Regions from separate parts of the Mus musculus genome. Here region 1 is linked to region 2. Evidence: chromatin contacts called from public Hi-C data. All regions are on one chromosome and are shown on one strand. Each heading gives the region's core, a stretch centred on a gene start, on an enhancer-like site or on the middle of the called end of the contact. The rest is flanking DNA. Distances are from core to core; before and after follow the strand shown. Region 1 has its middle 14 kb from the start of Gm46882. Region 2 has its middle 44 kb from the start of Gm33059.

Region 1 (5,736 bases), core at 2,415-4,914, 650 kb after region 2:
TTCAGAGGGAAGCAAAGATCATGGCAAGGTCTTTCATGTGATATTTTGGATTAAAAAATCTATGGTTGTTGGTCAGTTAGGGCTGAAGAGTCAGCTTTGATTAATAAAAAAATCAACGTTATTTACCTATGATCTTCTAGGAAGTATTTCCTCTGAGTGAGCTCATAGAAGCTGTGGTTGAGCTGTGGTGATCTGAGTAAGAATGGTTCCCATTGGCTCCTATATTTGAATGTTTGATTCTCACTTGATGGAGTGTTTAGGAAGGATTAGGAGGTCTGGCCTTCTTGAAGGAGGTGGGCTTTGAGGTTTCAAAAGCCTGTGACAGGCTTTTGATAGACAAAGTTTATCTCTGTCTCTGCCAGTGGATTAGGATAGAGATCTCTGTTACTGCTCCAGTTTCATGGCTGTGTGCTTCCTGATCATAGACTAACCCTCTAAGACTATAATTAAGTCCCCAGTTAAATGCCTTTTTAAAATAAGAGTTGAGTCTCTTTACAGTGACAGAACTTTAACCAAGACACCCATCAAAACATCTGTGCTGTCCAAGTTCTTGTATGTGTAATCCTTCATTTTGACTTACCAGGGGCTACACTCTTAGAAAAAACTGACTCTCTCTCTCTTTCAACAGCTAATAATTGCCAATAGCTCCATGGATAGGACTGGGATTTCCTGACCAATTCCCATCTCCATGGTGGGATATGGCCTGGCTGGGGTAGACAATGGAGGCCTGGCATTTGACATTTTAGAGGAAAGTGGCAACTCTTTTAGAACCATTTGTATGATATACTTAATATCTGGTTAGCTGGGGCTGAAGACTCCGCTGTGATCAACAGGAACTGAGCACCACCGCAGCTTCACGAGCACGGTGGATGCTCACTAGCTGGGACTGAACAAACAGCTGAGACTGATAGAACAGCATTACTGATGTCACATCTTATAGAAAGCATTTCTTCTGAATCAGCACAAGGAAGCTGTGGTCCAGGGAGGCCCAGGCTGCATCTCAAACTGGAAAACAAACGTGGCCTTATGAAAGAGCCGTCAACATGGTACTGATTTTGAAGGCATGAAGGGGTCTTGAGATGTTGCTGAGACTTGACATCACAGTTCCTGAAGAAAGGCTAGCAGAAGCTATTGGTGAAGAACAAGCCTTATTTGCTATTGGTGAAGGATCAGCCTTATTTGCAGACCTAATGCCTTTGTGTATTTTACATTGGGATAATAACATAAGACCTTGGAGACAAGAAAGGAACAGTTATGGTTTCATAGTGATATGTTAGTGTGTCAAGCTGATAAGGAGTAGACTTGTGATAGTTAATCTTTGTTGTCACCTTGGTACACCCAGATAAAGGTAACCTCAGTCAAGAATTGCCTCCACCAGCTTGGCCTGTGGACACATCTGTGATGCATTTTATTAATTGTCATTTGATATAAAAGGGCCCAGACCACTGTTGGCAATACAATTCCAGGCAGGTTGGTCCTGTGCTGTGTAAGAAATGCAGCTGAATGTAAGTCAAGGAGCAAGACAGTAACAGAAAACACTGCTTTTCGGTGTTTTCTACTTCAAGATCCCTCTTGGAACTCCCACCCTGGCCTCCCTTAAGAATGGACTGTAATCTGTAAGATGCAATAAACTCTTCCTTTCCCAAGTTGGTTTTAGTCAGTATATTATCACAATAGAAAGTGAACTGGGGCAGTAATGGTATCTAGAAAGAAAAACAATTATAGAAGAAATTCCCTTAAAATTACATAATTGTTGTATGTTTTTAAAATATGAGCAATGAGTCCAAGGAGAAAAATTAATTCATCACTTATTTCTATGTAGTTCAGATGAATATAACTACAAAAATCATTATACAGTCAAGTAGTGAAGGCACACAACTTTAATCCCAGCACTGGGGAGGCAGAGGCAGGCAGATCTCTGAGTTCATGGCCATTCTGGTCTACAGAGCAAGATTTCCAGGACAGCCAGGGCTACACAGAGAAACTCTGTCTCCAAAGAGAGAGAGAGAGAGAGAGAGAGAGAGAGAGAGAGAGAGAGAATGAGAGAGAGAACGAGAGAGGGAATGAGAATCAGTATTATTAGTGGACAACAGAAGACCAGAAATACTGTTTTTCCAAGTCCACTCCGATCCCATTCCTAAAGAAACTGAATAGGCAGAATTTCCCATGCAAGCCTCTGCAATGCTGGCCAGACTGGAGTGGTGCATTATGGGTTAAGAGTGCTTAATGCTCGTCCAGAAAACCCTAGTTTGGTTCCCAGCCCCAAGTTCAGGCACCTCACAACGTGTAACTCCAGCTCCAGGACACGTCAAAAAATTTTGATCATTTTAAAAGACATATAGTAGAAGATTCTAGTGGTTACTCTACATTACAGGTGCTTTGCCTGAAAAAGGAAAAAAGGGGGGGGGGCTGATTCGGGGTTTAGCCATTACATTATAAGATGACAACAGCATCCACTCTCAGTCTTTACCACTTCCAATAAAATCTGATTTCCCTCAACATTTACATCTTGTATTCTTCCTAGTTTTGAGAGTTTGCATTTTTCAAATTATTTTATTTATTTACATTCGAACATTGCCCACCTCCTGGTCCCCCCTCCCTATTGTCTCTAAGGGGATGCTCTCCTTCTTCCCAACCCTACCTCCTGGGCATCCCCCTTCCCTGGGGCCTTAAGTCTTTCTAGAGAAGTAGGTAAATTGTCTCCAATCAGACAAGGCAGTCCTCTGCTATATATGTGCAGGGGCCTCGGACCAACCTGTGTTGGTAGCTTAGAATCTGGGATCTCCCAGGGGTACAGATTAATTGAAACTGTTGGTCTTCCTATGGGGGTTCCTTTAGCTCCTTCAATCCTTCCCCTAACTCTTCCATGGGGGTCCCCGACCTCAGTCTAATAGTTGGCTATATGCATCTGCATCTGTCTCAATCAGCTGCTGGTAGAACCTCTCAGAGGACAGCCATGCAAGCACAACATAGCATCAGTAATGTCAGGCTTTGGTGCCCACCCATGAGGTGGATCCCAGGTTGGGACAGTCACTGGAGTGTTTGCATTTCAAAATGACATCAAGAAGAACCCGCCACAAGGGTAAAAATGTCCAGGTTTGGGAAAGAGGGCAACTTGCACAAGTCACCTGATTTTCTGAATGTTTCCAAGCCAGATAGATGTACTCAAATACAACACCTGAACAACAGTACAGACACCGTGTGTTATATGTGTGCATAAAATCCCGATTTACCCTCCAAACTATAATAGATTCTCAATGAGTACATGATTCTAAATGCTAAGGAGAAGAGAAGATTAAGAATAGGCTAGGGACTACATTTAGGTGTAATGAATAGAGGGGGAAACCCATGTCATTTGAGATAGTATTCACATTGCAACCGTTGCTAAGGAAACCACTTCCTATTCATGCACTGCACATAGTTCCCTTTTTTATTGTTACAAAGTGCACAATGTGACAATTAAATCATGAGAATGAGAGCCTGGTAATATACTTGGAAGATAGTCAGAGCTCTAAAATAACAGGAAAGTCATTAATGGGGTTGTCTTCAGGACTAGAGACCAAGGTGCACTTATCACAGAAAATCCTACTTCCTCTCTTTAGTAGTCACTGCACAGCCCAAGCTACAGGGCAAATCTCTTCGCAAACACCATAGAATACCAAAGAGGTTTCTTTCTGTGCCTCTCCATCAAGCAGGGTGGTAGAAATTATCCCTCACAGGGAGCAGGCAGAACATTCCTGCAACCCACGAATACCATTAAGATTAGAAAAACTTACCAAGGCACCATGGCTACTTCATTGCAAATCTTTCTGATACCCAACATGGGAAAGATAATTCAGGGATCAGAAACCAGAAGTGAGACAAGTCCTGGAGGTCTCTAAAGTTAAACTTGCCCTATATCACAGAATTTCACAGAACGTTTCCTTTTTATTCATATCATAGACCTGGGCAGTCTTGACTTATTGCTTAATCCACCAATAATATTTATGCAGCACTCACTATGGCCGAAGCAACACTGGAGACTTCACCTCACTGAAACAAACTTGATGGCAGTACTTGTTCTAGTCTCCAAACACGGGAGGACTGGTAGCACCATGTCCTCAAAGCTTTTCTTTTCTTTTTGTGAATGTATCCATTTATTTGGTTATTTATATCCTAAGTGCTGTCCTCCTCCCCGTTACCCCTCACTGAGACTCTTCCCACAGATGCACCTCATCTGGCAGAGACTTGATGCACCAGGGTCAGGGAACACTCAGGAAGGGCCCAAAGCTTTTCTTAAGGTTCCAGAAACTAACGCCCTTTCTTTTCCCCTACTCATTTCAGTTTCTTCTCCCCCTGCTTTTATTTGCTGAGTTATCACGCAACAGACAGCCCTAAGCAGAAGACAATAGCCGAGAAACAATAAAAAGAAGGACATTGACTTTGACGAGGTAACAGGATTGATGAGTTAATTATGGAAAAGATGACTCACGCCAATTTTGTTTCTTGCTGTTTAAAGTCCAAGTTATACCTAGTTACGGCTCACAAGTGTAAATGCGGCACTTGAGAAACAGAGGTAAAAGACTTACTGAGAGTTAGTCAAGAATAAGACACCTTCTTTTCAAGAAGAGAGAGAAATCAAAATGAATTTAAAGAATTAAGCTTGATTGGATTACCTAATTCTTCCCCAGCTCCAACGAGAAATTCTTTGGGCTTCTTTACTCCTTGAAATGGAGGCATTTTCATAGATGGCTCTTAGCATCCTGATACTTATTCAACCGTCTGTTAAGAGTCCATCATACTAGGGCAGTAGCCCTATTACCATACTGTCAAGAACCTGTGAGTCCTATCACATTCCAAACTTCAGTCATCAACCACTGACTCATAAAACAACAACACACTCGCACGCACGCGCACACACACACTCACACACACATACACATGCACACTACAAAATACCTCTGCTTCAACCTTCTGGATTTTTTTTAATTCTAAGAATTATGTTCTTCAAGAAAAAAAAATTACACACTTGAAAGTAAATCTAATTTCACTGGGCTGAATTTATTTTTCCTCTTTGTGTTTCCAAGCCTAGATATGGGCCAATAAAATGAATTCCCTTTTTCAGCATACTGGACAACTTCTTGATGTAGGAGGACATCCTGGATGGTAAGGCAAATAAGGGTCAAAGTTGTGTCCAGCTCCTTAGCTCTTCTATCCCAGTGCCTTTCACATAATAATATCTGTAACCATGACACTATCAACGGTTTGTTCAAATATATTTCTAATAATTTCTAATCATATCAAGAAAGGCCTCACCAGCCGGGCGTGGTGGCGCACGCCTTTAATCCCAGCACTTGGGAGGCAGAGGCAGGCGGATTTCTGAGTTCGAGGCCAGCCTGGTCTACAGAGTGAGTTCCAGGACAGCCAGGACTATACAGAGAAACCCTGTCTCAAAAAAAAAAAAAAAAGAAAGGCCTCACCAAGCCCTACTCCTTGTAAGCCTAATCTTTGAGGTGATGCAATATTCTGAAAATATCCCTTACACAAGAGACTGAAACTTAAGACTGAAGTCACTAAGGCTTAAGACTGCTGGCCTACTATGTACTCAAACTGTTTGTTTAACCTGAGTTTGATGTATCAATCAAACTTACGTGCCTTGGATTTTCTATACAATCATCTTAAACCTGAGCTAACACCTAGCTGTAATTTTATGTTATGTGCTCTTCTTTGCCCCTGAGAGAGATGATGCATATAAAT
Region 2 (6,221 bases), core at 425-2,924:
GGAATTTAGCAATCACCTGATATTTCTATGGAAACAAGAATTGTGATACTCAAAGTATACAAAGTTATAATGTCTCTGAGAAAGCAGGTATTTGGGGCTATTCCCACTTGGGTGTTCATGTCCTCTAACATTCATTAGTCTGATGAGCTGGAGGAATCTGTAAGCCCCATTTGTTGCTTCTAAACACAGGATCTCTGGTTTTTCTTCTGACTCCTAAAATCATTATCCAACTGCCCACTGCACATCTCCATCTGGATAGCCCACAGGACTTGATTCAACATGTCCACAGTCAAACTCATTCTCTTCATTTTTCAAGCCTTCTTATTAATCTTCTGTGTTAGTGAGTGGCACCATCGTGACAAAGTAAACCAAAGCCCCCGGGCTAATTCTATGAACCTTCTTCTCAGGCTTATTCATCAGTCACAAAACCCAGTCCTTCGGGGCCTTTCAATTTTGTTACTATTTTCTTTGATCCCTTTCCCACTGCCTTGGCTTACTACATTTGACCTCTCACCTGGCCTATTCTAGCAGTTTTCTGATTGGTTCTCCTATCTCACTATACTAGGATTGATTGCAAGTGAAAGAACACTCAAGCAGACACATGTAACATAGAAATTTAAGATGCTCAGTCTGGGATGGGCATGGCACATCCTCTGACTGTCTCCTTTTCTGGCAGGCCCTCTCAATGAATAGGTTAATGATAGCTTAGTTCTAGGCTTATAGAAAATTTTTATTTTCAGCTGAAAGAGAGTCTATTCTTTAGCTGCTTCAAAAATCTCAAGGTAGGCTCTGTTTGTCTATTTACCATACCCTCTGCCTAAGTGAGTCAGGTCAAGGTGTTCTGATGTAGACTTTGTCAGCTGGGAAGGGTTTATTAACAGAATGGAGAAAGTGGATTTGGAAATCCAATTCCATGAAATATTTCTAACACAAGCTCTGCCCATGGACCTGAATGGTCTGTATATTGAACCATGCCATCCTCAGGTAAACCTTCTCTTTTTCTAACACCTTAATGTCTAAATAACATAGGTAGCTCTCTGAACAGTGTCTGCTTCTCCCCTTCCTTTGTTTCCACACTGAACTCCAAGGCTCATCTCAGAGCATCCACGAGCTAGCCCTGTCTTGATTGGCTTTCTTTTCTTTCTGGAGGGTCAACTTCTTAAGGCCAGGGACAGACACTTTGTGTTCTTAAATACACAGTTGGTACAAAGGAATATTTGTTGAATGACTGAATCAAAAAAAAAACACAATAAAAGTTAAATGTTTATTAAAGACATGGTAGAGAGGACAGATCCAGGCTGGTGATATTCAGAAATTTAAACTACATGGACAAAGAGTCAGAGGCGAACAGTCACTTTGCATGCGGCATATGACTATTATAGTAGTATTCACAGGCTACTCTGTTAATTCCTTAAGTGAAGATGATTTTAAGGGATAAATCTGACACCATTCTAACTGTTCTTTCTCTTCATGTAGCTGTGGTGGCCTGAGAACATTTCCAGGGCTGAGCTTCCATATGTTACTAACCAAGTCTGGGCAGTGAGTGGTCACTGGGAAACTGCGAGCATGGATCGCTCTGCTTCCTGAATCTAAAATGCCCCCGAGTGTGAGGTTGAGACGGAAGCAACCACTAAGCACGCAGGCTAATGGCCAAGGTCATTTTCCCAGGGAGGCTGCAGTGCAGCTGTGTCCAGTGCCCTGGGCAGGACTTGAAAGAGTGCTGGTGCCTCCCTATCGCCAGTGTCTGGGAGTAGGAGCCCCTCCTCCACGCTATGGGTCTGCTTTGAACAAGGTCCAAAGACAGCTCCCCTTGAAGAGTGAATGCTAAACAATTCCACCTTTTCCTCTAGGGGATTATTCAAAGGACATTTTTCGTTAGGACTTTTCTAAGAATTTAAGAATGGCTAAATTTGCTTTCGATCGGCTTGACGGAAGCTGTAGATAACGGGGGTTGAGGTTGGATCACTCTATCAGTTTTTGTCCTGAATTGACTGTCTCTAGAGTTCAAATCCTCCTGGAAAATGCCAAGCCTCAGTTTCACTGTGCTGAGCTAAGAATGGAACTCGGGTTTCTTAATTCCTCAGCCAGAACTCCATCTATTAGAACACTGTGCCTCTCAATTGTGTCTTAAATTAGGCATACAAATGAATTCACTCACACTCTCTCTGCCTACCAAGTTCCTGCGAGGAACTTCTCAGCACTTGGTGACACAGTTGGGAAGACTTTCCTCAGCCTCCCTGGTTAAACTCTTCACAGGCTTGGGTCAGAGAAGCTCAGATGGGAAAGCTGAGCCTCTGTGAATCTCACAAACTCTGCAGTTACCACCACATCCCCTCTCCCAGTCACCAGTCAGCCTGCAACAAAGGAAGTGCACCAGGGGCCTTGCTTAATCTGTTATCCCTGTGCAAGCTGCAGAGATTTATACAGGGAGGAAAGAAACTTGGATGAAGCCATGCATGGAGGCTCGGGGCTTGCCATACCCTTCCTGAGTGAGGCTTTAATGATTGCAGCAAATTCCCTGCACTGTTCTGACCTGGCTGCCTAAGGGAGCTTAGAGCAAAGTGCCTTCAGTTTATGATGAGTCTACCTTTGTTTGTTTGTTTGTTTGTTTGTTTGTTTATGCATTCCATTTTGGCCATTTGAAGCTTGCTGGAGAATTGGGGGGGGGGGGCACACCACACAACAAATCCAAAAGGAGAATATAAATATATCATTTGGAATCTTGCATAATATCAGCCAATGGCAACAGCAGGTTTTTGACAGGCCTGCGAACTTCCCCAAAACAACATCCTGCCAGCCTGGCTGTGATTCAGGCATGAGTCAATGCTGTGAGATGGGGTTGCTGCCAGCCGCTTCCCCAGCCGAAAAATGGCCTCTCCTCCAGGCCCTGGTAGTCTATTAACATTTAGAATCTTGCCTGGATGGGCTTGTGATTAACAGCACGCTCGTCCCCCTAAGGTAACAAATAATCTGGGGGACTCTTCTTTCATCATCGGGATAGTATTGGGACAAAGAAAGAAAAATGTCTCCTCACAACACAGCTTTGATGGGAAGGGAGCAGTAGTAGTTTGCACAGCTGATACTGTTATTAGAGAGTGGAGACAAGATTCCCCCACCCCCTGGAGTCTTGTTATAATGAGGCCCAAGTACACTATCACCTTTTTGCAATCCAAGCAAGTAATGGAGCCCGCTGAACTGGGAGGGGATGTCATCTGGGTCATTAGAGTCCAAAATGCTGTGGAAATAATTCCCCACCGTTATTAGAAGGCGACCAGCTAGAGAGACTTTTCTAGAGACCTCCACTTTAAAAAGGGGCGTTTTTCTGTACACACGAAGCAACAACCGCAAACCTTCTGCTCATACCCAGTCTTCCACCTTATTGGACTTTCAATGATATTTTTGATCCTTTGAGCCAAGATACCCCAGTCTATCACTATTGTATTCTGTGGACTGACTCAAAGAACAGCTACAAGACTTAAATCTTTCTCCAATAACTGTGCAGTCGGTCAGGAGTGAGACATAAAGAGGAGAAAAAAAAAAACCCAAAACAAAAAACAAAACAAAAAAACCCCCAAGAGTTCCTTCTTTCTCATTCCTTTGCTCCAGGGCCAGGAGTGATCTATGCAGCCAGCAAAAGGGACCAGCTCTGAGCGCTGCTGCCATTTAACCCTTTGATTAGCTAATCAATTGTGCTACTCCAAAAGCACATGGGAACTCATCCCTTCAGAATAGAAAATAGAGAACAACTTCATATAGCCTCAGTTTGAGAATGCAGGTGCTTCCAAAGTCGGTCCAACCTTTCGACTTTGTGACACCATGTGGTCATCTACAGAGCTCATGCCCAAGAGAGTTACCACACAATGTTTTGTGATTTTTGTCTTGGGCAGCATTCACAGGGCTGCAGATTAGATGCACTCAGCTGCTGGTATTACTCTGTAGCCTTTGTTTTTGTTTTTGTTTTTTTTTTTTAGTGATCCATTTATGCTTGCATTCCTGTTCGTGTATATACAAGCCAAGTCAGGACAACAAGACACAGCAAGGCTGATTAGCTGGACTGGTCTTTCAATCCTGGGATGGATCATTCACACATAGCCTAGAAAGCTCTGGGCATCTGGTGGAGAATTTCATACAGAAAGAACATTTCAAAGCATGATTCTTGCACCTAATTTATTTTTCAACAGCTTCTCTTAGCTTATGCCTGGAATGTCACTTTTTTTAAAATGGGAACACTTGTCCTTGTGGGAAAGAAATGACTGAGGCATTTTTTTTTTTTAAAAGTTCTAGAAAATGTGGTGATCTTGCACCTTGCATCTTGGAAGAAGGGACCTCAAGGTTCTGCAGGGGACACTGTGACGGCCATCAGCGTGCTTTCTCATAGGAAGCTACTTTTCTGCTAGAGATACCCACACCTCCAGTGCCAGCCAGAGTGTGGGTGTGAATGGGCTTTCTCACAAATCCTGGCCCTAGTTGATTATTTTGAAAATTTAGCCTTGGCTGTTTACTCAAATTTCAGACATGATATTTTTTCAAAACCAAACTGGGACTCTGTAAGATCTTTTCTTCCCTTCTCAAAAAAAAAAAAAAAAAAAAAAAAAAGTGAACACCACTTTTTACCGTAGGAGTCAGCGTTCTTATCTCTAGTGATAAGCCACTGAGATGACAAAGTCTGAGGTGATGGTGGTGATGCCCAGCAGTGCTTCCCAGCCCGGGTGGGGCATGGGTCGTTACTCGCAGGACACTTATTTACAGTCTGACTCTATCATTTTCAACCTTCTGCCTTGCAGCTGCCACCTCCTCTACAGCTTCTCATGACCGCAGAACCCTGCTTATCATCCGTTTCCACTCTGGCTTTGTCTTGTGTGTGTGTGTGTGTGTGTGTAAGCCTGGCTCTGAGTAGTTTCTGCAGCATGTAGGACATTGTCAGGGGACTCTTGGATAAGCTGCCTGCCCTGCCTCGGTCATTCTGAGTTGTCTTTGTCTCATTTCTTTTTTGATGGCCTAATTTCACACATATTCTGACTAAAGATTCTTTTCAAACTAAGCAGCCGATGTGGGTGTGCAATTGTTCCATCCGGCTGCTGGATTATTATTATTATTTTAAATGTATTCACTGCAAGGATTTATCACATAAACTCCCATTGAAAACCATTGCCCCCGGGGATGTATTTGAGCATTTGGGTAATTTCCTGAAATCCACCCCCCAGACTCTTCAAATGGATGTAGCCATCTCTGAGCAATCCATAAACAATATTGATTGCACAAAAGCACAAAACTCTCCATCTTGATGCTAACCCCTCATCTCCTGCTGCACACCCTAATCTCTAAAAGCAACCTTGGGCCCTAAAGAGCCCACTGTTCGTGTTCACGTTTACTAAGACACCCCAATTTTCTTAGTGTCTACATTGTGTCAGTTTGGGATGTAAAGCTGGAAAATTATCCTACCTATGAAAACATCCCTCTTGCTCCCTCGCACACAGCAGAGACATGCAGTAACCACACACTCTAGCATAGAACACAGTCTTCCACTGCTCTGCCTGGTTAGATGACCAAATACACTGTGTTAATAAGTGAAATTATTTGGGAACTTGCTTTATTGCCTAAAATCTGTGTAGGGCAAAAACATCTTTAAGACCCTATTCTCTTTTTTGTTTATGGTCTTATCCCTTGAGTAAACAGTTCTGCCTTGTAACCTTGACAGCCTTCGAGGTTATTTGACAGCAAACGAAACTTGCTGCTAATTTAATGGAGTCCATTTTTACAAGGCCTCTACCAAATAATCTAGCATTTCTGGGCTTTTCCCTCTTGAACACTGTATTTCCCAACAGATTCAGGCATTTCCCAAAGCTGCAGCCATACAACAGCGTGCTTCGCATCTTGCTAATATATTTGGAATGCAAGGGTCAAAGTTGTTACCCAAAGTTCATTTTCAAAAGCTATGTTTATGCAATCCTTTGGGACTTTCTGCCTTATAAACCACACTTGAGCCCCCTCTGACAGTGGTGGATCACTTTAAGTAATTGCACATTAATGGACAGCAATAAAGAGTCTGTAGTTTAGCCCCGAGACTGGCTGGTGTCCAGGAAGGACCCTTAGTTTTGGGTAGACGCAGGGTGTTACACCAGGCTGGTAATGGAATCTTGGATCAAGAACAACTTAGGACAACTCACACATTTTATTAATTTTTAAGTGCAAATTTCCTTGAAGTCTCTGTGGAAAGCCCA

What was found. Hi-C and Micro-C count contacts between places; a contact is called where the count stands out from the background.
Region 1: a Hi-C map of bone marrow-derived macrophages shows a contact between it and region 2, with 2.3 times the contacts expected there. The contact joins two enhancer-like sites. A contact is called at or near these places in 3 of 484 Hi-C or Micro-C datasets (bone marrow-derived macrophages, cortical neurons and forebrain) and 1 of 115 datasets of contacts at active chromatin or transcription factors (astrocytes).

The regions. Positions count from the first base shown.
Region 1 is chr4:34,383,162-34,388,897 of GRCm38.p6, forward strand. No RefSeq gene overlaps it. Among named protein-coding and RNA genes, the nearest start is that of Gm46882, 14 kb to the left of the region's middle. Within about 2 kb of position 3,665, at least 34 of the 459 cell types and tissues checked have an H3K27ac peak or open chromatin away from gene starts, as enhancers often do. A contact at or near this core is called in bone marrow-derived macrophages, where this site is marked.
Region 2 is chr4:33,733,432-33,739,652 of GRCm38.p6, forward strand. No RefSeq gene overlaps it. Among named protein-coding and RNA genes, the nearest start is that of Gm33059, 44 kb to the right of the region's middle. Within about 2 kb of position 1,675, at least 67 of the 459 cell types and tissues checked have an H3K27ac peak or open chromatin away from gene starts, as enhancers often do. A contact at or near this core is called in bone marrow-derived macrophages, where this site is marked.